2 separate regions of the Mus musculus genome follow, and region 1 is linked to region 2. Evidence: chromatin contacts called from public HiChIP or PLAC-seq data. All regions are on one chromosome and are shown on one strand. Each heading gives the region's core, a stretch centred on a gene start, on an enhancer-like site or on the middle of the called end of the contact. The rest is flanking DNA. Distances are from core to core; before and after follow the strand shown. Region 1 holds the start of 4930505K14Rik (RIKEN cDNA 4930505K14 gene). Region 2 has its middle 65 kb from the start of Slc7a1.

Region 1 (4,883 bases), core at 2,269-4,768, 310 kb before region 2:
TGAGGCAATGGGCTATGTACAGACAGCCTGGTCTCCAGTCGAGCTGAGGTCTTGAACTCCGGTTGGACCCGGTGGGTGGTGATTTCCACCTACATGTGATGGAAGGTGTTTGATCATGTCTCCTGGACCCCTGGCTCCTGTCGAAGTTACCGCCCCCACAGTCCCCCACAAGAGAGGCATGTGGTTAACAGTCAGTAGACAATGTCCCAAGCTTCTGGCCTTCTGGCTAGACTCCGCCTCACAGTTACCTAGCAACAGCAAGATAACACAGCCCACTATAAGAGGGGCTGCTTGGCCCCTCCTCACTGTCTTAAGCTTTTACTTTCTTTGCTCTTTCTCTAAGCTTTTACCTCTCTCTCTCTCTCTCTCTCTCTCTCTAAGCCTTCACCTTTCTTACTCTCTTACTCTCTTTCTCTCTTTCCCTTCCCCCTTCTCTCCTCTTGGCCATGGCCGGTCTCTCTCTCTCTCTCTCTCTCTCTCTCTCTCTCTCTTCTCTCTTTCCTCCTGCCTTTCTACAATAAAGTTCAGACTGTCTCTGTTCATCAAGGCAAAAGACATCTGCCTGCGTGGGAACCACCCAGCACCCCCATCTCCCCCTGCCCTCTTTCCTTATCTCCGAGGCCTAGTGCTGCCCTGCGGCCCCTATTCTGTTCTCAGCTCCTCTGCTGTATCCAGCATGGGATGCCAGAGACTGAGAACCTGGTACGGGGGCTGCCCCTTGTCCACCCCACGCCGTGTCGGGTCAGTGGCTTCACACAGCCAGATGCCCACGGGGGGGGGTGCGTGGAAAGCATCTGGCAGTCCTCCCACATCCCCCCCACCCCCCACCTAGAGCACCGGAACTCTGGTGAGACGCAGGCTCTCTCTCCCCTACTCCCCTCTTCCCCTACACCCACAGCCCCACAATCCAAGGATTTAAAAATTTTAAAAACCACCTTAAAATAGAAGAAAGCAAAAGCCAGTACAGATAAACAAATGCACTCATAGACTGGTGAAGAGAGATCGTAAACACGGAGTCTATCTGGAACTCCAACGAGCACTTACCAATGCCTCAGTTTGTAAAGGCCCCGAATACCAGAGACGCATATATCCCAGTAGATCCCAGGCAGACATCTGAAATGGCAGAACAGGACAAAGAAGCCCCAGGGACCAGGAGACTACAGAGAGCCTCTGATCCTTTCTCCCATCAAAGCAAAACATCATGCCTGTCTGTCCAGCTGGCAGAATTGTGAAGTTTCACGACACTTCATTGCTGGTGAGCCTGGGTCAGTGGCGGACGCATGCAAGCTCTGTGAAGTTTGGTACCTGTGAGCAAGCTGGAGCGGGGCTTTCTCTACCTGCTGAGCTTTGGAAGCCAGATCTCTACCCTGTTTTGGTCTTTACTCTGCCACCGCCATGACACTAACTGGAATTCAGGACAGTGTGTGGAGGCGGCAAATGGCAGTGGTGACTGGACCGGTGACTCGCAGCTGTCTAAGCTTGTTGCCTGTGTGAGTTTGAGAGGCAAATGTTAAGAGCTTGTGGACTCTTTCACAGCAGCCTAGAGCACTGATGTGGGTCCTTGAAGGCAAGCTCAGCTTTTGGATCTAGATCAGTCTCCTCTTTACATCCTGATTGGCTAGAGTATTAGGGGCTACCTCAGCCATGAAGCTGTTCTGCTGCTTCCTCTCCAGGGTAGACAGAACTAGCTTCCAGAACCTTCCTCCTGGAAGCTGATCTTGTCACAGTGTTACATTTAATGAACACCACCGTGTATAACAATATTTTTTTTAATGCAAGGAACCTGGGCTGGCAAGATAGCTTAGCGGTTAAGAGCACTGACTGTTCTACCGAAGGTCCTGAGTTCAAATCCCAGCAACCACATGGTGCGTCTGATGACGGCTACAGTGTAGTTAATTATAATAATAAATAAACCTTTGGGTCAGAGTGAGCAGGGACTGAGCGAGCAGAGTTGACTGGAGCAAGCAGAGGCCCTAAAAATTCAATTTTCAACAACTACATGAGGACTCACAACCATCTGTACAGCTACAGTGTATATATATATATATATATATACATATATATATATATATTTGTATGTATATGTATATATTAAAATATATATTATATATATATTAAAATAAATAAATCTTTAAGTCCAAGTAACCCAGAAATTATATATATATATACATATATATATATGTAACCCAGAAATATATATATATTAAAATAAATAAATAAATCTTTAAGTCCAAGTAACCCAGAAATTCTACTGCCAGAGATGATTCTGGAACTTTCCATAAGAGCATGTAAGGCAGGTGTCTGTGACAGTACTGTTGATGTCACAAATGTCCCACCCCTCCATCAACAGAAATGGCACTAAATAAACCATCTTGTTCTTACATGTGTTTTTACATATATGTATATGCAGTGTGTGTGTGCTTGTGTGTGCATGTCTGTGGAGGCTGGGATTGGCATATATCTCCATCTATCACTCTCTCTTCCTTATATATTGAGGTGAGGGCTCTCACTGAACCTGTAGTTCACTATTGAGGGTAGTCCAGCTGGCCACCTTGCTTTCCCCGGGTGAGGTGGCCACCCCATGTAGCTTTTCTGTGGACTCTAGGTATTTGAACTCTGGTCCCCAATACTTCTAGGGCAAGCACCCAACCTGCTGAGCCACCCTCCTTGTCCTCTTATGACTTTTGGAAAAAATTTTAATCATTTCATTTGCCGTGATAGAGACCCCAAAGTTTCCATAGGATGAACAATTCACACAGTATCAACAGGGGCACTCCCTGTGGTGGTTTGACGGAGAACGCCCTCCATGGGTTCAGTATTTGAACGTGTGGTCCCTAGTCGGAAGAGATGTTCTGGTAGATTTGGAGAGGTTTGTCCTTGCTGGAGGAAGAATGTCACTGAAGGCCAGCTTTAAGGTTTCAAAAGCCTTGATCCATTCCCACTGAGCTCTCTGTTTCCTGCCTGTGGTTTAAGCTGTGAGCTCTCAGCTCCAGTGTCCATGTCTGCCCACTGCCAATCTTCCCTGCTGTGTTGATGATGGATCTTACACCTCTGGAACCATAAGTACAAATAAATCCTTCCTTCTCTAAGGCACCTTGGTCCGGGTGTTTTATCACAGCAACAGAGAAGTAACAAAATGTGCATCTTTTTCATAAAAACGTAAAGCAAGTCTTGGTAAATGTAGAATTTTTTTTTCCAATGGAAAATGTACTGTAATTCCTAAGCAGAGACATTCTAGAGAAGGGGGAAGAGCTCTCACCTTCCAATCGACACTCTTCCATGTTGTCAGGTCAGGTTGTGGAGAGCTGGGGTCCTGGGGTGGAATACTGGAAACCGGTCTCTTTGTGGTTGGGGCTAAGAAACAAGATGGAAACTTCTAGAAGACAGGCCCTCTCTTCCCTGGCTCGGCTGGTGAGAAGATATGATGACTGAAGGGCTCAATGTGTTGGTACACGTGAAACAAGACCCCCCAGTCATGTAGTAGAAGATGCGCTCAGGGGTGTCCAGGGTGGTGTGGTGATAGCCACACTGGCGTATGACATCACAAGGCAGGATGGCACTGTCTGTGATGGATAGCAACAGGGACCCTGTGACATCACTGGTCTACACCCAACCCAAAGGCTCACTGAACTCCTCAGTTATGAAGCCAATAAATGCTCTGTGTTGTTTAAAGCCGCCTGGGCTGCATCCGTCACTCGAAATATTCACCTGACTAGTGAACCTCCATCGAGTCAGACAAGCCGAGCGCCTCACAGCCCTGAGATGCCTAATGTATAAGATGCTTAATGATGTTTCTGAGATAAACCCTGCCTGTCACCCTGGGTTGTATCTGATTGCCCACTATATCTCTACCTCTAGAAATGAACTGTCAACTGAAGAAGTGTGTCCTTGAGGGACGCTCTCTCTGTTAGCGTGAGAAAGATGCTTTGCCTCGACGCTTCATCACGGAAGCTGTCTTATTTCGACACACTGCGGATGAGGTCTACACCCTGCATGAGCTAGGCGGGAGCTCTGCTACTTAGCTCGAGCCTCAGTCCAGTCATGCCACTCTTGAATAAATTTAGTTACAGTGGGTTGATTCACTGAACAAACCCGGATTATCTGTTAAATTGCAAGAGATGTCTCTTGATATGCCTCGACCTGTTGTAACTAAATTTATTCAGGAGTGGGTTTGTTTGGTGAATCATTGATTTGACAAATATGTGTTGAAGGCGCAGCATGAGCCCGCGCCTCATCGGGAGCTGGGTCCAGACACAGTGGCCAGCGCTGCAGGCACGTTCTTGGCTCCGTGAAGTTAGCAGCTAAAACAACAAGCAATAGCCGCACAGTTATAGACTCAGATAAGTGTGTGAAGAATAGTACTGGGTGGATAGAGAACACAGAAGGGCTTTCTCATTTCTGTATAAAGGTTAAGGCTCACCCAGGAGGATGACTCAAAGCTGAGAGTTGATGGATGAGCTGCTGTTAATGGGGCAGAACGGTGATATGAATGTTCTAGGCAGGAGACACTCATGAGCAAAGGCCCTGGGGCACAGAAGAGCTTGGCTGATGACAGAGCCTGAAGCTATCAGTGTAGCCCATGGGGTGATTGACAGAGCCAGTACAGGGACTCTCTCTCTCTCTCCCTCTCTCTCTCTTGGTTTTTTGAGACAGGGTTTTTCTGTGTAGCCCTGGCTGTCCTGGAACTCACTTTGTAGACCAGGCTGGCCTCGAACTCAGAAATCTGCCTGCCTCTGCCTTCCAAGTGCTGGGATTAGGGCCACCAACGCCTGGCTGGGGAGCCTCTCTTAAGGAGTCCATAATTCATGTCTAGAGAAAGGGTACCACTGAAGGTGGTGCCATAGAGCAATGCAGTGGCTTTCGTAGAGAAAGGAGACTCACAA
Region 2 (4,561 bases), core at 1,044-3,543:
TTGCTTTTTTTGGTCTCCTCCCTCTCCATGTCTGGATTGAAATTTGGGGCACCTTTGGCCTGTTTCCAGTTCTCCCAAAGCTCACCTCTGAATTCAATCGGTCCCAGGATGAGGCAAGGTCAGCCGTCCCGTGAGGGCGCTGTTTTTACTGTGCCGCTTTTGCTGAGCGGTGTCCTAAAGCTGGCGCATGTGTGTCCTAGAAGCCGAGGAAGCTCAGGTTGCTGCTTTTATGCCAACCGAGCTCAGAGTGGAACAGTGTGTATTGCTGGACTTTCGTGGGCCAGTCAACATTTGAATAAAGACACAGAGACATTATGGGTTAAAAAAGCTTAAGCACTATAGCAAGGTTACCTCCCAGCTAGCTCTAACAAACCATGTTTATTTTAGTCCATGTCTGCTACGTTACCTCTCTCACAGGAGGCATGTCCCATCTCCTCCGTGTGACACTGGTAAATCCTCCTGCCTCAGCTTCTTCTCCCAGAGAGCCTCTCTTAGACCAGAAGTCCCGTCTTCCCTATCCTGCCCAGCTATTGGCCGTCAACTCTTTGTTGAAGCCAATCAGAGAATTCCTTGGGCAGATGACAGAGACACACCTTCACACAATGTTCCCCCAACAAGAGTCATTGCCCTAGCTCTTAGCTCCTCCTACCTTCCTTCTCATTGACTAGAATTCACACATCCTTGGTCTGTGATTCTTCAGACTGCTTCTTGATTGGCATCCATCATTCTGCGCTTGCTGTGCCCAGCTAGTTCTGTCTCCTCACTCTGAGATGTCACAAGTACTCCCGGAATAAATTCTAAATCTGTTACCCGGGATAGCACGGCTTTAGTGAACAGAGAGATGCTGGTGGTACTGATATTATACACACATGCCTGCAGGAACACACAGTTTAGTGGCTCCAAGATCAGCTTGTTGGATAATGTTGGAGTCTCTATTCTCTAGGCTTAATGTCTTCCCAGATCCTCCTGGCAGATCATCCTGAAACTTCCAAAATCTGTTCCAGCACAGCTTGGAACCCTTGCCAGTTTCTGCCTTTGTATCCATCTTGGTGGCTCCGGAGCCTGCTTGGCTTGTGCCTCTGTCTGCATGTCTATGTCCCACTGAAGACCTCTGGGGACAGAAAATGGTACAATTGCACCTTTCTCCACGATCCTGGCTTTGCTGATACCCCTACCAAACCCTTTCCATGGAGACTCTATCACCAAGGCCTTAGTGAATAAGCCCCTGCTCTCTGTGGCTCCAACATCACCAACACACTGGACCAGCCAAGTGTCATTGACCTCTGACTCTCTCCACTTCCTTTTTTTTTTTTTTTTTTTTTTTTTTTTCGAGACAGGGTTTCTCTTTATAGCCCTGGCTGTCCTGGAACTCACTTTGTAGACCAGGCTGGCCTCGAACTCAGAAATCCGCCTGCCTCTGCCTCCCGAGTGCTGCGATTAAAGGCGTGCGCCACCACGCCTGGCTATCCACTTCCTTTTTAGGTAAACAACATTTCATGGTTCCCTCCAAGATACACAGTTCTGGGCCCAGTGCCTAAGTGGTTTTGTGTGGTGGACGGATGAGGTCCTGAGTGAGAGAATATTGACTGGAGCCCAGCCATGTCAAGGACTCCAGTGCCTCAGACCCCTGGGGGTGACTAGGTCTTCTCCTGGTCCAGTACAGATGTGGACAGCATGCACCATACACATCAACCGCAGCTTCTTTCTCCAGAATGACTGCAGCCTGAGGCTGCTCCCTACAGAGACCTCCTACAGAGATTAGCTAACCTGCTCCTCAGGATATATAAGGAACATACTGGGTTTCCTGGCCATTGGTACAGCTCTGTTAGTGCCCAGCACCCACCCGATCTCAGTGTGGCTTCGTTCCCTGTCACCCCTATAAGGGCGATCCGAAAGCCTTGCATGTTGTAGCAGTCCTGGGCAGGTTCTTCACTCTCCAGTGGTCTGTACTCTCTCCTTAGAGAACTAGGGAAGACAACACTGGTTTATATGAGAAACATGTTGTATACCCTCAGCATGTGCCAATCACTGCCACCCACCTCTTCCCAGGCCAAAGGAGCGGTTGTCATAGAGGTGTGTGCTGGGTGGCTCCCATGGCGCTGACAATCTGGCCAGCACATGCACCACACAGCAGTGTTTACTTTCCAGTGTCAGCCTGGGAGTTCGCGTGTGTAAGATTTATTTGTGTTCCTTTATACTGTAGCTCTGACATTTGGGTCTTGGGGTATTATTAGCAAAGAACACGATTTCCTCATTCCATCTGAATCATGAAGGAAGCATTTCTCTGGGTCTGTCCCTACTAGGCTCTGCTGATCCCGTAGATTTGACTAGTCACGGAAATAAAACTATCTACCCAACATCAGCCCAGGACGAGAAATCTTTTTCAGAGAGCATTTTTTTTTTCTCAGTGGAAAATTTCAGAGGAATCCGTCTGTGCTGCAGGGTGCTCACACCATCTCCCCCCACTGAGGTCACACCTCCCCATGCCCAGGCACGGTCCCCCTGTGGTTTAGGCCCCACTCTGTGCAATTACAATGCTTATCTTTATGGTCCGAGCATGTGTTGTATTCATGCTCTGGGCCCATGATTCCCAACTCTCCTGCAAGCCCATTCAGGACCAAACTTTCATCCTTTTTGCATCCCTAGAATTTAGTATCTGGAACTATTTGTGACTGAGTTTCTATGTGGAGACAGGCACAGCGTATTTACTCAGCGTATGACCCAGCTGCTGGCTTGTCATGTGACTTCTAGGAAACCATGCAAGCTTATTCTGCCAACTCTAGGATGAGGTGAGTAAGCTTCGCCTCCCAAAGAAAGCCATTGCACGGTAGATGTAGATGTGAGCCCTCTGAGATGTACAAACTCACTGATGAATTCTTTCCAAACTGAGCAGTCTGCATGCATTCACACTATAGGAATAGCCTGAATGCAAAACAAGCCAGAAATAGCCCGAATGGGAAGCTGGTTAAATAAGCTGTGCTGTATCTATACAGCAAAGAGGGGGAACGAACTATGGATATCCATACAACATGGGTGGAAATCCAACTGCTGAGTAAAAAACTGTTCTTGAAAGATAGCACTGAGACAATGTGGATGCAGGAAAGGTAACACTAGCGAGGAGTTTCTGGGGATTCCTGAAAAGGTGGGATGCTAAAAGACAGTGGGAGGGATCCTGGATGCCGGGATACTAACTGTACAATGAATGATAATATCTGGTTGTGGATGGCAATATATGGGTTATCGATAGCAATATCCCAGGCATTGTGACATTGATCCCTCGGTATTATTTCTTGCAGATGGAGAAATTGTTTTTTTAAGCTTTTTTTAAAAATAGGTTTATTTATTATTATGTCTAAGTACACTGTATCTGTCTTCAGATGTACCAGAAGAGGGCATCAGATCTCATTACGGATGGTTGTGAGCCACCATGTGGTTGCTGGGATTTGAACTCAGGTCCTTTGGAAGAACAGTCAGTGCTCTTAACTGCTGAGCCATCTCTCCAGCCCCAGATTGCAAATTTGTACAAGTCTCAGAACTGAAACTTTAATTCAAAGACACACAGAGGAGTTATCTGGTCAGAGCAGAAGTTATAAATCACCAATTTAAGCTTACTGATTCCCCGATCATACCAGCTCATCGATCTGCTTTAGTTTAGTTGCTTTTATATGTCACAGTTCTCATCTATGACTGAATTGGACACTGGGAATCTCAAGACCACAAAATGGGAGGTCAAAGAACTGAGGTTTGGATTCCTGAAGCACAATCTACTCCAGTGTGACAGTCAGGATTTGGATGGAGACTCCTCTGGACATGATACACTACTAAGTATCAAGAGCATACAAGTCCAGGGTTCCTTTGGGGGCAAGGGAAATGTTCTGGAATTAGATATTGGTTATTGTTGAAAAGGATCTGTGGCTATTCAGCCATCCCTCCACATCCACAGATTCAACCAACCACTGCGCAAACATTTGTATCGATCATTTGCAGACGTTTCTCTTGTTATTAGTCCATGAACAAAAGACTGTATGCTTAGTAGTCCCACTTCATTAGGCAGTGTGTGTAATCTGCAGATGATTTAAGATCTAGGAGGGTATGTGTGCATCAGCTCTACGCAAAGAGCTGGCTGTTTTCTAATAAGGAGCCTCACTTTCTTGGACTTGGGTACCATAAAAGTTCTAGAACCAATCTCCTGAAAATAGCAAGGTACAATTGTACTATTAAAAAAACTTATTGGAAGGATGAATCTCATAGTGGGTAACTTCCATCTCCGTTTTCCCCACCTTTGGAGGGGGCGTGGTTTCGAGGCAGGGTTTCTCTGTATAGCCTCTGCTGTCCTGGAACTCTGTAGACCAGGCTGGCCTTGAACTCATAGAGGTCCACCTGCCTCTACCTCTCAAGTGCTGGGATTAAAGGCATGTACTACCACCACCCAGCCCACCTCCATTTTTAAAATCCCTCCTTCCCCCATGGTCTGGAAGTAAGCAATGGACCCCTGACTGGGGCAAGAAAGCCTTTAAAGAAGAGTTGGCTAAATAAAAGTGGGGATGATGATAAGGATGCC

The links. HiChIP or PLAC-seq counts read pairs in DNA pulled down with a chosen protein or histone mark.
Region 1: a contact with region 2 is called in a FOXA1 HiChIP or PLAC-seq map of pancreatic cancer cells. The contact joins the promoter of 4930505K14Rik here to the enhancer-like site in region 2. A contact is called at or near these places in 3 of 39 promoter capture datasets (the 3T3-L1 cell line, HPC-7-derived erythroid cells and hippocampal neurons), 14 of 484 Hi-C or Micro-C datasets (B cells, Th1 cells, bone marrow-derived macrophages and 9 more) and 1 of 115 datasets of contacts at active chromatin or transcription factors (pancreatic cancer cells).

What each region holds. Positions count from the first base shown.
Region 1 is chr5:148,776,598-148,781,480 of GRCm38.p6, reverse strand. It overlaps 4930505K14Rik (RIKEN cDNA 4930505K14 gene), which reads right to left and starts at 3,518. Exons shown (of 3, transcript NR_131106.1): 1 at 3,260-3,518; 2 at 1,045-1,113.
Region 2 is chr5:148,462,298-148,466,858 of GRCm38.p6, reverse strand. No RefSeq gene overlaps it. Among named protein-coding and RNA genes, the nearest start is that of Slc7a1, 65 kb to the right of the region's middle. Within about 2 kb of position 2,293, at least 23 of the 459 cell types and tissues checked have an H3K27ac peak or open chromatin away from gene starts, as enhancers often do. A contact at or near this core is called in pancreatic cancer cells, where this site is marked.